Regions from separate parts of the Cricetulus griseus genome. Here region 1 is linked to region 2. Evidence: chromatin contacts called from public Hi-C data. All regions are on one chromosome and are shown on one strand. The core of a region is the stretch at or near the end of the contact, and the rest is flanking DNA. Distances in the headings are between cores, read along the strand shown.

What was found. A called contact is a pair of places that touch in the nucleus more often than the background predicts.
Region 1: a Hi-C map of fibroblasts shows a contact between it and region 2, with 2.7 times the contacts expected there. The contact joins the enhancer-like site here to the promoter of Klf9 in region 2. A contact is called at or near these places in 2 of 8 Hi-C or Micro-C datasets (fibroblasts and liver).

What each region holds. Positions count from the first base shown.
Region 1 is chr3:38,237,134-38,243,689 of CriGri-PICRH-1.0, reverse strand. No RefSeq gene overlaps it. Among named protein-coding and RNA genes, the nearest start is that of Klf9, 78 kb to the right of the region's middle. Within about 2 kb of position 1,444, at least 5 of the 6 cell types and tissues checked have open chromatin away from gene starts, as enhancers often do. A contact at or near this core is called in fibroblasts, where this site is marked.
Region 2 is chr3:38,158,255-38,164,046 of CriGri-PICRH-1.0, reverse strand. Klf9 (Krueppel-like factor 9) reads left to right here and starts at 1,943. Exons shown (of 2, transcript XM_027406519.2): 1 at 1,943-2,473. The coding sequence starts at 1,969. It overlaps LOC103164358 (serine/arginine repetitive matrix protein 3-like), which reads right to left and starts at 2,007. Exons shown (of 2, transcript XM_027406522.2): 1 at 959-2,007; 2 at 1-469. The coding sequence starts at 1,970. The coding sequence ends at 1,275.

The DNA.
Region 1 (6,556 bases), core at 195-2,694, 80 kb before region 2:
CACTATAATATGTGCCAGGAGCCAACCTAAAAGGAAAATCCAAACCTACATCTCACACTAAGCTGTGTGATTCACCCAATGTTTTGCAAATTTGAGTGCAAAGAAAGAATCTATTGATATCAAAACTATTCATTATTGCAGCCAGGTATAGTGGTGTGTGTTTGTAATCCTCATACTAAGGAGTCTGGGTCAGGAGAATCTCAGACCAAAAGGCTAGCCTGGGCTATGTAGTAAGACTCTATCTTAGTAAACAAAAAAATAATATGAATTGCTATTGTTATTTTCAGCAGCAGCAGGGGCCTAGTATGTCACTATGCACCCATCATCCCAGCTACCTGGTAGGATGAGATGGGAAGACTATATGTGAGTCTGGAAGTTTAAGCAGCTTAGGTAACAGCAGAATCTCATCTCTTTGAATTTATTGTTAGTACTGTTACTATCTAAAGATTATTATTATTATCATTAACGAGCTGGAAAACCACTACACTGAACCTCACTGTCTAACCTACAGAAATCTCACTCTGAGATCTTTCAGCCCCCAAACCATTTGTGTTCTCAAACTACACACTTACCCCTGAATCAAGAGAAACCAGGCGGTGGTGGCACACGCCTTTAGGCAGGCAGATCTCTGTGAGTTCAAGTCCAGCCTAGTCTACAGAGTGAGTTCCAGGACAGCCAGGGCTAGTGTACACACACACACACACACACACACACACACACACACACACTCACAGAGAGAGAGAGAGAGAGAGAGAGGGAGAGAGGGAGAGAGGGAGAGAGGGAGAGAGGGAGAGAGGGAGAGAGTGAGGGAGAGCGTGCCACCCTCCTAAACATTTCACAGCTTTTTTTTCATGGCTCATTTGTATAAAGGCCGCTGGCCAGAAGCCTTCCCCATCACATCCCTCCAGCCATAGCAATAAGTCACAGAACACAATTTACAATACTGTGATAGCTTCCACAACCCAGGGAGAAGTCACAAGCACCAGGGACCTCATCTTTCCTTTATAGGAAACCAACTATATTGTTGTTGTTCCGTGAATGCCTAAGAGGAGAAAAAGAAATTGAAGAGAGACAGTGACAGACTTGTTAATTTCCAAAGTTGGTGCCAAGTCTTAAGAGGAAGGACATCACGGGCGTTTCACTCTTCCGGGAAAGCAAGAAGCAAGGCTTGGGGGGTGGGGGGATTATTTTTCACTTCAGGCAGTGAAAAGCAAATGGCCTAAGCCCAAATCCCAAAGAACACCACGATTTCCACGATTTGGGGTTATCTGCCCGCTCTTTTCCCTCTGTGTCTGTGTGGCTCCTCAAACAAAGTGGGCTGGAAGAGTTCAAGCTCGGTTCACAGAAGAGAACATTCTGTACTCAGCCTGTGCCGGGCTGCGCTGTGTAAAACAAGATCAACAGAATGATCTCAGCCGCAGCCCGGCAGCAGCAGGCACAGCCGCCAACCCGAGCGGGCGCAGAAGCCATCTGCGGACAGTGGCCGCAAAAGCAGGGAACAGGCGTGTGCACCCGGCACTCCAGAGATGCCTTTCTGGTCCTTGGAGTTCAGTTCGCTGTTTCTCGCTGGAGGGTCAAGGGGGTTGTTGGCATATTTCTTTGGAGTTTAATCACAACTGAAGCACTTCCAAGGAAACAGGCCCCTGTGTGCATACTTCTGCTTTGGCTTCGATTGGAGCTTTTCAGTCTGTTTGAATGTTTCTGTGATCGGATGACAGCGATAATACTAACTAAGCTGCAGAGACCGCGCCTGCGCTAAGAGGTGCCGGTGGGAGTGGGGGCAGGGAAAGAGGACAGAAGACTTAAGGGAACAGTCAAGATCATTGCCCCAGCCCCACACACTGCCCCCGCCCCCAACTTTTCCATTTCCTGGATCCAAAGCTTTTTCATCTTCTGTCTAGAATTTAGCAAACGATCCAATGCATCAATCCAATACTGATTTTGTGCAAGCGTCTGTTCGTAAAATAGTACCTGAAGCAAGAATTTTGTCTTGCAAAATGGAAACACGGCCTCCAAACCAGAGGACTGAAGGGAACAGAAAGAAAAGAGGAGAGCTGTGTGACCACAGCTGGGGTGGCTAGGAGGAGGGGGCAGAAGACTGAGCGGTGGAAGGGCCTGAACTCAGGTGGGAGTGCTGAAATAAAGCCCAGCAGGCAGCTGTATCTTCCCAGTTGAATTCATGCCTGCTGCAAAAGAAATGGGTGACACGAACTGCCCAAGCCTCCCTCCCTGCAGGCCTCTCTATGCCTCCTTCCAAGGGAACCCAGTCCTGCCCCATTGCAGGAAAAAGAGAGCAGCAGGCATCAAGGACAGCGAGAAGAACAAAGAGTACTCTATGCAGGGTGGCTTTCGCATCCTGTTTTACTGTCCCTAGGACATCAGGCAAGTGCCTCAGACTTTGTGCTGATGACTGAGAATGCTCAGTTATTAACTGGGAAAAGGCCACCTGTTTGCAGAATTGGCCTCTCTTATGGGGTTCAAGGAAACAGAATGTGCCCCATTGAGTAAATAGTAACCATTGTTATTATGAACGCAAGTGTGGGTCAGTGCAAGCTGTCTCTTAGGTGTTGATTAAGAACATCTACTAACATGTACTCTAAACTGTTCTCTCGCCCACATATTTTCACAGTTTATTGACTCAGTGAGTGGCTGTCGAATAGCTTCACTTGCCTCCACGCTTTGTGCCAGGCACAAGGCTCCGGGGCAGCCTCAGGATAGGAAGCATCCTCTCCTTCCCTAGTGATCCAGGCAGTACCTGAGGCAGGAATCAAATGCTTCCTCAAAGTGGGCCTTATTATACTTAGCCTAGTTTCTCATATGTCCAATACTGATTTTTAAGGCAGTGGCAGCCGGTTCCAGAGACAAAGTAGGTGCTTGATGGGGGTGGTGGGGGCACGACACTGAGCTGGAGCAGCCCTGAGACTTGGCATTCTTGGGATTATACTTGTAGAATGTAAACACCCTTTCTCGCCTCAGGCCCAGAGCTCCTGCCAAGACTGAAGAAACTAGTTACATAAGCACTTTTAGGGCATCGACAAACACCACCATATCATACAGCTACTACACGGGTGTGGGGGGGAGGTGAAAGATGGCCTCTGGGACTCAGCTGGGGACAGTGTGTCCATCTGTAGGCCAATGCTCACTGGGCCAGAAGACCAGTAAAGCTCAAGCCTGGGTGTGGCGACTCACACCTGTAACCCCAACACTTGCAAGACAATTCAAGGCAACCTGGGCGACATAGTGACTTCCAATCCAGTCAGGGATACTGTACTAGTTATTTGTTTGTTGCTGTGATAAAACCAAGACAACTCTAAGAAGACAGATTGAGTATTCTAGAGAGAGAAAAGTCCCTCATGGTGAGAAGCAAGTAAGAAGCAAGCCTGGCTCTGGAACAGCTAGCTGAGAACTCACAGCTTGAGCCACAAGCACGAAACAGAGAGAACGAGAATTGCCTTGGGTATTTAAACTCTCAAAACCTGCCTATAGTGGCATGCACCCTTCAAGGCCTCCTGAACCTGTTTGTCAGACCTTTTAAGCACTGTCAATGATCATTTGAGAAGGAAAGCACAGTCAGTCACTCACCATCTCCGAACCCATCTTCTCCCAATAGCTTCTTCCCGAGAAGAGCTCATGATGGTCCTGCTTCCACTTATGTCCAAAACAAATCAAACACACAGAACATGAAGGGATAAGAGAAGTCCAAACACACCACAAGCCAAGTAGTGTAGCAAAACAAAAAACTATGGTGAGTAGCCTTAATAACAACAATAGTCTGGCTTCCAGTTGGAAGGCTTATAACCACAACAGTGCAAAGCCAAAAGATGAAGTTCCCTCAGAGTGGATACATTAAGGCTTATGAAGAACAACAAAGAATGAATTATTATGTCTATGCTGGAAAACCTAGTGAAGTATGCTGAGCAAGAGAAATCAATGCTGAGTCTGGGAGAGAGGGGAGAACCTGAATGGGTCTACAAAAGCAGCTGTGTTGACCTTAATCTTTAAAGAATGATAGTATTCCACCACCACTCATACTCAGGAATGACCTAAATCACTACAGGTCTGAGACACAGCCCGAATGAAGAGCCAGAGCCTTAGGCTGTACACTGTGGGTTTGATAGAAAGTGAACTGATATATCTGAGCAGAGTGATGGAGACAGGCAGAAATGGCTGCAGACCAAAGCAGAAGCTAGAATGATGTAGAAGAACCTTAAACAAGAAAATGAAAATGCACGTGTTATTCCAGTACCAGAAGAAGGACCACTGCCGTTGGTTTGGGACCAACCTGGGCTATATAACAAGTACCAGACTAGCCAGAGTATATGACAAGGAAAAGACTTTATTTTTTTAATGGTATATAAGGCACAAACCTGGTAAAACTGCCCTTAAGTTTTACCTCCAGTCTCTGGCAAGAGAGTATAAATGTATAATGACCTTGCCTTTTAAGAGGGATTGATAACAAGTGATACTTTGGTGAACAGAAACTAAAACTTCAGTGGAAGCAAGATAATGAAGGAGGGCTGAGGGAACTAAAATGCTAAATGATGGTGAGGAATCCAGAGAGAAGGAGGCTGTATCCAGTGGCTAGTGGAAATTTGGAGGAAACAGGGCAACAGCAGGCAAGAGGAGATGGTGCTCTTGAAATGAACGGACACTTTTAGTGGGGATTTAAATTTGGTTACATGGTGTTTGGTAGAAGCCCGCAACTTTTCTCCCTTGTGGACATTTCAACAAAGCCTTCATTCCTAAGATGCTTTGGGAGGTAACAAGAGGTCACAAGTGGGCAAGTGGGTTGCAGTGAAGTATTGACTCTGGCTTCAGCATGGACACAGGGAATTAGGAGTGACTCCCTAAAGAACAGTCTTATTTTGTTAAACAGATGCAAGCACTCAAGTTTATATAGGAAAAAGTGCCTCATCTCAGCAGAACAAGAGTTAGTCGAGATGCCTTTGTTATGCGAAGTTTTACTCTTGTTACTTTTTGAGGGTCTGCTACCCAGCTCCCAAATAAATACATGGAGGCTTATTCTTAGTTATGAATGCCTGACCTTACACTTGGTTTGTTTCTAGCCAGCTTTTCTTATTTTTAAAATCATCCCACCTACCTTTTCCCTCTGGGCTTTTATCTTTCTTACTTCTGTATCCCTTTTCTCTCTTTCTTGTTCCCTGTCTGGCTGTGTCACTGGGTGGCTGTGTCACTGGGTAGCTAGGTGGCTGGGTGGCTGTGTCACTGAGTGGCAGGGTGGCTGGGTGGCTGGGTGACTGGGTGGCTGAGTGGCTGGCCAGCTGGCCCCTGAAGTCCTCTTCCTTCCTGTTCTTTTGCTTCTTCTCGTCTTGACCTCGGTTCTCCTTCTATTTAAACTCTCTGCCTGCCAGCCCTGCCTATTCTTGCTCCTGCCTCGCTATTGGCTGTTCAGCTCTTTATTAGGACCATCAGGTGTTTTAGATGGGCAAAGAATCACAGCTTCACAGAGTTAAACAAATGCAGTATAAACAAAAGTAGCACACCTTAACATAATAATCCCCAACAGCCCTTCATAAGGGGATGAAAGGCCAGAAAACAACTCCATCACAATTAGGTGAGTGTAACACATCCCTATCCAGGCTCTAAGAGCTACACATACAAAGACATTGGTTTGATTGACACCTCCAAACAAATACTGATGCACAGAAATACAAGGGATAAAGTCAGAAGGAACAAGTTCAGTAACCTAACCCAACAATCAAGTTCTGTGGGAACAAGTATACTCCCTTCATCATTAAAGGGTTCTATTATTGTGATAAACACCATGACCAAAAGCAACTTGAAGAGGAAATGGTTTATTTCATTTTACAGCTTATAGTCCAGAATGAGGGGAAGTCAGGGCAGGAACTCAAAGCAAAATCCCAGAGTTGGAATCTGAAGCAGAGGCCACAGAGGAGGGCTGCTTACTAGGGTGCTTGTTCCCCGTGTCCTGCTCAATCTGCTTTCTTATACACCCCAGGACCACCATCCTAGGGATATCTCTACCTACAGTGGGCTGGGCCTTCTCACATTAATCACCAACTAAGAAAATGCCCTACAGATTTGCCTGCAGGCAAATTTTATGAGGCATTTTCTCAATTGAGAGTCCTTCTTCCCAAATGACACCAGTTTATGTCATGTGACATAAAACTATCCAGGACACTAACCTCCAAATACTTCTAAGTTTTCATATTTACAAAGATCTTTTGTTTTGACTTGTCTCAAAAGATGTGAAGTCATTGATTTCTTATCAGCCCATCAGTAAACAAAAGTAAAATAGAAAGTGGTGGATCTCTAGAGGCAAACTTCCCCTGAGGATGTCATGACTTACTTATAGCCACCTGGCCCATATAACATGGCAGTATTTACTTCACTGCTAAGCACTAACATCTCCATGTGCCAAGATCCTTCAGGGCCTGCATCCTGGCAGACGAAGGATTGCCAGTGACAGCACTGAACAGCAGTCGAAAGCTGGTGACTGTTAACACATACTTCTTGACTTTACAGGCAACTGTCAGGTAGGAAGATTCTTCCATGTTGATCAGAGCCAAAACAT
Region 2 (5,792 bases), core at 694-3,193:
ATCCCAAACATTAAAGGTTAATCACTAGTGGGTGGCAGGGTTAGATATTGTGAAATTAGCATCTCATGGAAACAAGAGCCTTTCATACTCAGGATAAGTGGATGGATTTTTTATGGATTTTGAATCAGCAGTGCCCTTGACCATATGCCCCTGCTAGGGTTATTGGCCCTAGATTCTTTGCTCAGCTATCAAGATGGAAAACAACCCTAGCATTCATGAGAAACCCACACTAATTGTTGATCAAGTAATACCACAAGAGTCACTTGGTAAGGATTTCTGGTTGATTCCAGTTTTTAAGAATCTTTTTAATTAGTTAATATTTCACAGGGGCTTGTTTCTCTAAAGCAGACTTGGGAATCAGGAACCCTGTGGTTTCTATTGAGTCCTATTATCTACCTGATAAGGTAGAAAAGTCTTGTTCTCCAACATTTGCAAAGCAAAGGGGAGGAAATGTGCCCCGCAGGAGTCCCTGAAAAGAAAAGAGTTTTTAAAGTTATGCAAATGAGGGTTTGTGCTGGTTTTTCTTGGTTTAAGGTAGCACTTGGGGCAGTAGGAACACCTATAGCAAATACCAAGATATAGTGGATCTGTGCAAGATTCTGGAACCAGATGTTTTGTTAGCTGTGAATTTTTGCGATGAATTTCTCATAGTATATGTGGGGTGGAAGAACTTTAAACCAAAGTGCTGCAATCCAAACAAGAACCAATCGATGCTGTCTCCTCAGAGTTTGTCCTTGGATAGTGTGACCTGCCATATTGAGGGTTTGTTTAAAATTCACACTGCATTTATTAATCACCCCGTCCTCCCACCTATATTTCAGGGTTACCACCAGCAACACAAAATGTAAAGATCTGTCCGGTTTCACTACAGCTCCGCAGGTTTACAAGTGTCGAGCGCTTGCTTTCGGAACGCCCTTCTGATTGGCTGAGGCAATGCCAGTGACATCAACCAACTTACTTTTGATTGGAAGGCTGGTTGCTGGGACTGTAGCGTTTGCAGGAAGTCACTTAACTATTTGAAGGCTGGAAACCCGAAGCTGAAGTTCTGTTTCGGCCCTAGGGACGGGTGTAACCGCCTGGGGGAGATACGTCTCCAAGCCACGCCAGCTGGCACGTGGGCCGGGAGGCGTGGGCGCGCGCGCGGACCGGGCGGCATCGGCGGGGATGCGCCACCCGGCTCCGAACAGTTTCCCTTTTAAATGTCAGCGTTCGGGGCTGGAGGGGCAGCACGCGGCGGCGGAACGGAACGGTCGGATTGGCCGCGCGCTGTAGTTCTAGACGCACCTCTCCACCGAAGGGCCCTTCTGACTGGCAGGGGGAGAAAGTAAACAGAGTTGAATCACCCTCCCCACTGGCCAATTGGAGGGGGCCTGGATTGTGACGTGATGGGATTCTGCGAAATTGTTACTGAGCTGGAGAATGCCGGAGCGGCGCGGCGCGGCAGGACCAGGGGCTCGGTGGCCGTCGGCGGACGCGGGAAGAAGTGTCTTGTAGGCGCGGCGCCCCGCTCGGCCCCCGCCCCCCGCGTCCGTGTACTCGGCTGATGCCCCAGGGCGTGAGCTCGGCGGAGAGGCGGCCGAGGGCGTGCGCCTGGCTCGCAGTTGCCTGTCCCCTCGACTCGGACGCGTTTGCAGTCGAATAAACTTGCGACCGCCACGTGTGGCATCTCTCCAAGGAGGCGGCTCAGGAGGAGGGCGCGCCCGTCGGGGGATCGCGCGGGGCGCCGGGCAGGGCGGCGGCGACAGCGGCGGAGCCGGCCGCGGCTGCTGCGTGCGGAGGCGCAGCCGGTTACGTAAAGATGAGGGGCTGAGGTCGCCTCGGCGCTCCCGCGAGTCGCAAGCTCCCGCGCCCCCGCCCCCTCGGCCTCGCCGCACCGCGCTCGTCGTCCGAGGCCAGGGCAGGGCGAGCCGAAGCTCCGCAGCCACCGTCAAGTTTGGCCGCACCGCCCGGGGGGCCGTCGCCCGCACCATGTCCGCGGCCGCCTACATGGACTTCGTGGCTGCCCAGTGTCTGGTTTCCATCTCCAACCGCACCGCGGTGCCGGAGCATGGGGGCGCTCCGGACGCCGAGCGGCTGCGACTACCTGAGCGCGAGGTGACCAAGGAGCACGGTGACCCGGGGGACACCTGGAAGGATTATTGCACGCTGGTCACCATCGCCAAGAGCTTGTTGGACCTGAACAAGTACCGACCCATCCAGACCCCCTCGGTGTGCAGCGACAGTCTGGAGAGTCCCGATGAGGATATAGGATCCGACAGCGACGTGACCACCGAATCTGGGTCGAGTCCTTCCCACAGCCCGGAGGAGAGACAGGATTCTGGCAACACGCCCAGCCCGCTCTCCCTCCTCCACTCTGGAGTGGCTGCGAAGGGGAAACACGCCTCCGAAAAGAGGCACAAGTGCCCCTACAGTGGCTGTGGGAAAGTCTATGGAAAATCCTCCCATCTTAAAGCCCATTACAGAGTGCATACAGGTTAGCGGCGTCGCCTCTCCCCCCTCTCCGGGCTTAGCTAACCTTTGGCCGGCCAGCATTCCTGGGTGCCCAGGACTCCGCACTCGGCCTAGAGGCTGCAAATATTTCGGAGACGATGCTGTTTAACTCTTGCACTCTCTCCTTACTTGGCCCCAACCTTTAGGAGCCACCCGGAGCCCCAAACTACCGGGTTGAAAGAGTGGTTTGCGTGGCTTGGTGGGGAACGGGCCCGCCCCTCCCTTCCCCGCCCCGCCCCCGGGACTCCGCACCCGGCTGCTGCGGGGCCGCCCCACCTGGGGAGACGCTGGCGGCGGGCAGTCAGATGGCGCAGCTTTTATTCAATTTCCCTGGTGGGGTTGCAGCGGAGGGGTCGCGGCATGGGGGAAAGCCACATGCGTGAATCCTTTTAGGGATGACTAAGGACTCATTTAGCTGGATGGCGGCTACTTTTCAGGGCTTGCCAAGGTGGTTTTAAATTTGGCCAAGAGTCCCCTGAGAGGTTTAAAATAAAACTGCTTCAGGCTGCAGGGGAGACTGATGAAGGGAGGAGTGGTTGGTGGATTAACTTCTTGACTAAGTTAGCCTTCCTAAGGGAGGTGATTTAGTGCTGATCTGTTCCCGTGTAACTTATTAGGTAGCACGCCTGAACCCTAAGTAGAGAGGTGTGGTCCTTGCTGGAATTCAAGGCCTTGGGGGATGAATGTGAGGCGCTTCTGCTAGCTGTAGGCCAAGCAGCACACACCAACGTGGCTGTAAAGACATCTGCTGTGTGGAATGGGCTTTAGGGACTAAGGACCTTGGTCAACTGGCTCTGGTTGTTCTAATTAAACATGTACGGGAAACGTTGGAAAGCGTTCACATATGGGCTTGCTGTCTGATCGGCTTGGGAAGGGTCGCTTGTGACTGCTGCTATGATCAGGCAGCAGGCCTGTCCCTTCTGCCCTGAGACAGCATGTTTTCGAAATTGTTGGCATTTGTATGGAAAGGCGTAGAGGCGTTTTGGTGTGGGAACTTTGTAGAAGAAATCCTGAACCTTTGGTTTCAAAATGGTACTCTCGCTGGGGTTTTTCGGCTTTGTTTGCCTTTTAAAAGAAGGAGTATGTAACCACCTCCCTTTTTATTTCCTTTGGAAAGTGAAGTCTCTTGGAGGTGGCTTCCAGCACCCATATAAATCTAAATTTCCTAGTGCTAATGAAAAAACAGGTGCTTTTGGGGATCCACATCCAGGTTGCCATATGAAGCAGCACCTTTGAAAGTTTGAATCTGTAAGGCAGTTAGGCCTGTACCCTCAGTGAGGGGTGTGACCTTTAGTAGGGCTCTGGGAGGCGAAGAGTGGTATATTAACTCAGCGTGTTACTCACCACAGCTGTTGGGCGGGCCTGGCCATGTCAGCCATGTTCCCAGGGTTCAGTGGCTCACATGGACACCCACTGCCACCTTGAGCAAAGGCATTTTCTCCTTCAGGAAGGCTGCCCAGTGGTGTAAGTGGGGAGGCCGGCAGTGCCTCCCAGCTCAGCAGTAGATACCCAGCATTCTGGGCCATTTCGGCTGAGTGCTTTTCTCGGGCATTTATAGAAATGGATGCTCATGTGTGCGGGCATGCATGCTGCTCCTTAATTCTCCATAAGGCACGTCAGCTCAGCTGTTTCAGGAGAAGCTTTTACACAGATCACAGTGGAAAAGGAAGTGAAGCAAATACTCTTTCCGTTTTAAATGCTACAGTGTTCTTTTGGTTCTAGTGGTGTGGTGATTGCAGGGGTCTTATTTATGTTTTGGGGGGTTGGGGGTGTGGGGTAGAGGTGAAGGACTCCCTGTCCTGCTAGTGTGGATGAAAACTCTAGCCTCCACAGATCCTGCCTAGAGTGTACTGACGAGGGCACACATGCCAAGTTGAGTTTCAGGCGCTTGGATTCTCAGGCAGCTTCAGGTTAGATCACGGTTGGGTGGGGCAAGGAGCTTCCTGGTTTTCTTTCTGCTGGTTCTTAAATCCTGAAGGTGCATGGAGAGACAGCCTTGGGCCGTCAGTGTTCTGTGAAAATCTTAAGAGCTGAAGTCCCTGCCACACCCCCGTGTTCAGTACGGCTCCCTCCACTCATTCCCCGGAGAATCCCCCCTGCTTGCTCACTTCCTTATAGAGCCCTGGAACAGCTCTGCTGCCATACGCCAACATCTTTGGAAGATGAATCATTTCAAAAATTTAATTCAGCGGGGCTCCTTCCATGGTGTCCCGAGGAAGGACACAGTTGAGGTGGCTGAACTAGGCTCGGATATTCCGAGACCCTAGGCAGATCTTCGTAATTTAAGGTTTGAAAACCGGAGTAGGCTGCTGCAGATTTTGCTTTGCAGATTTGTTTGCTGTGGACGGCACAGAGTTTATAAAAATTTCATTACTTATCAGCATCTAAAAATCAAGATTCTGGCATAAGGCCAGATTTCTAGTTCTCTGGAAAAATCAGAAGATCTGGCAAATAGTGAGTGGGCCCGGATCCTTGCCTAGCAACAGTTGGTTGGAACTGCTTTATATCGGGTGGACCTCGTTTATTTTTATTTTGGGTTTTTGGAGATAAGGTCTTGCTGAAATAGCTAAGCTGGATTTGAATTTGATATGTTCCTGACCACCTCCGCCCTTCACCTCCCACATGTTGAGGTTACAGGCATGTACACCACCAGACTTACACTTTTTCCTTGGATGCTCGGTGTCTGGCAGAAGGAACTGGCATGGCATCCATAACAGAAGCCTACCTCCAATTTTGGAATAGAATGTTTGGTCTCCTTAGGAATGCCTTTTCTGGCCAGTTCTAACTCAGGTGGAAAAGTTTGTACTCAGTGGCTCTTTCACTCTTCTGCAGCTTTGGAGTTACCTGTTTGAGTCTAGTGTTGTTCTAAGTGTGATATGGCTGGGTGTGGTAGCACACGCCTTTAATTCTAGCTCTTAGGAGACAGAGGCAGATAAGTTCGAGGCCAGCCTGGTCGGCATAGAAGTTCCAGGCCAGCCAGGGCTACATAGTGTCACCCTGTCTCAAACAAACAAATGTGAAGTCATTTACAGGGGCTGGAGGTGCTCACTGGCAGAGTGCAGGCTTAGCATGTTCAAGGCCACGGGTTCAGTTCTTAGCACCCAAAGAAAAGCCCAGGGAGTCTGGATTTCAGGGCCGGAGTCAGCTCTGGCTGTGGCACCACACCCTAGACTGTGAGGCCTTAGTGGCTGAAGTGTTGTCACCTGGTCCTTATCACTTTCTCCTCTTTTTTGGCTTTTTGAGACAGGGTTTCTCTGTATAGCTTTGGAGTCTATCCTGGAACTTGCTCTGTCCATGGCTGG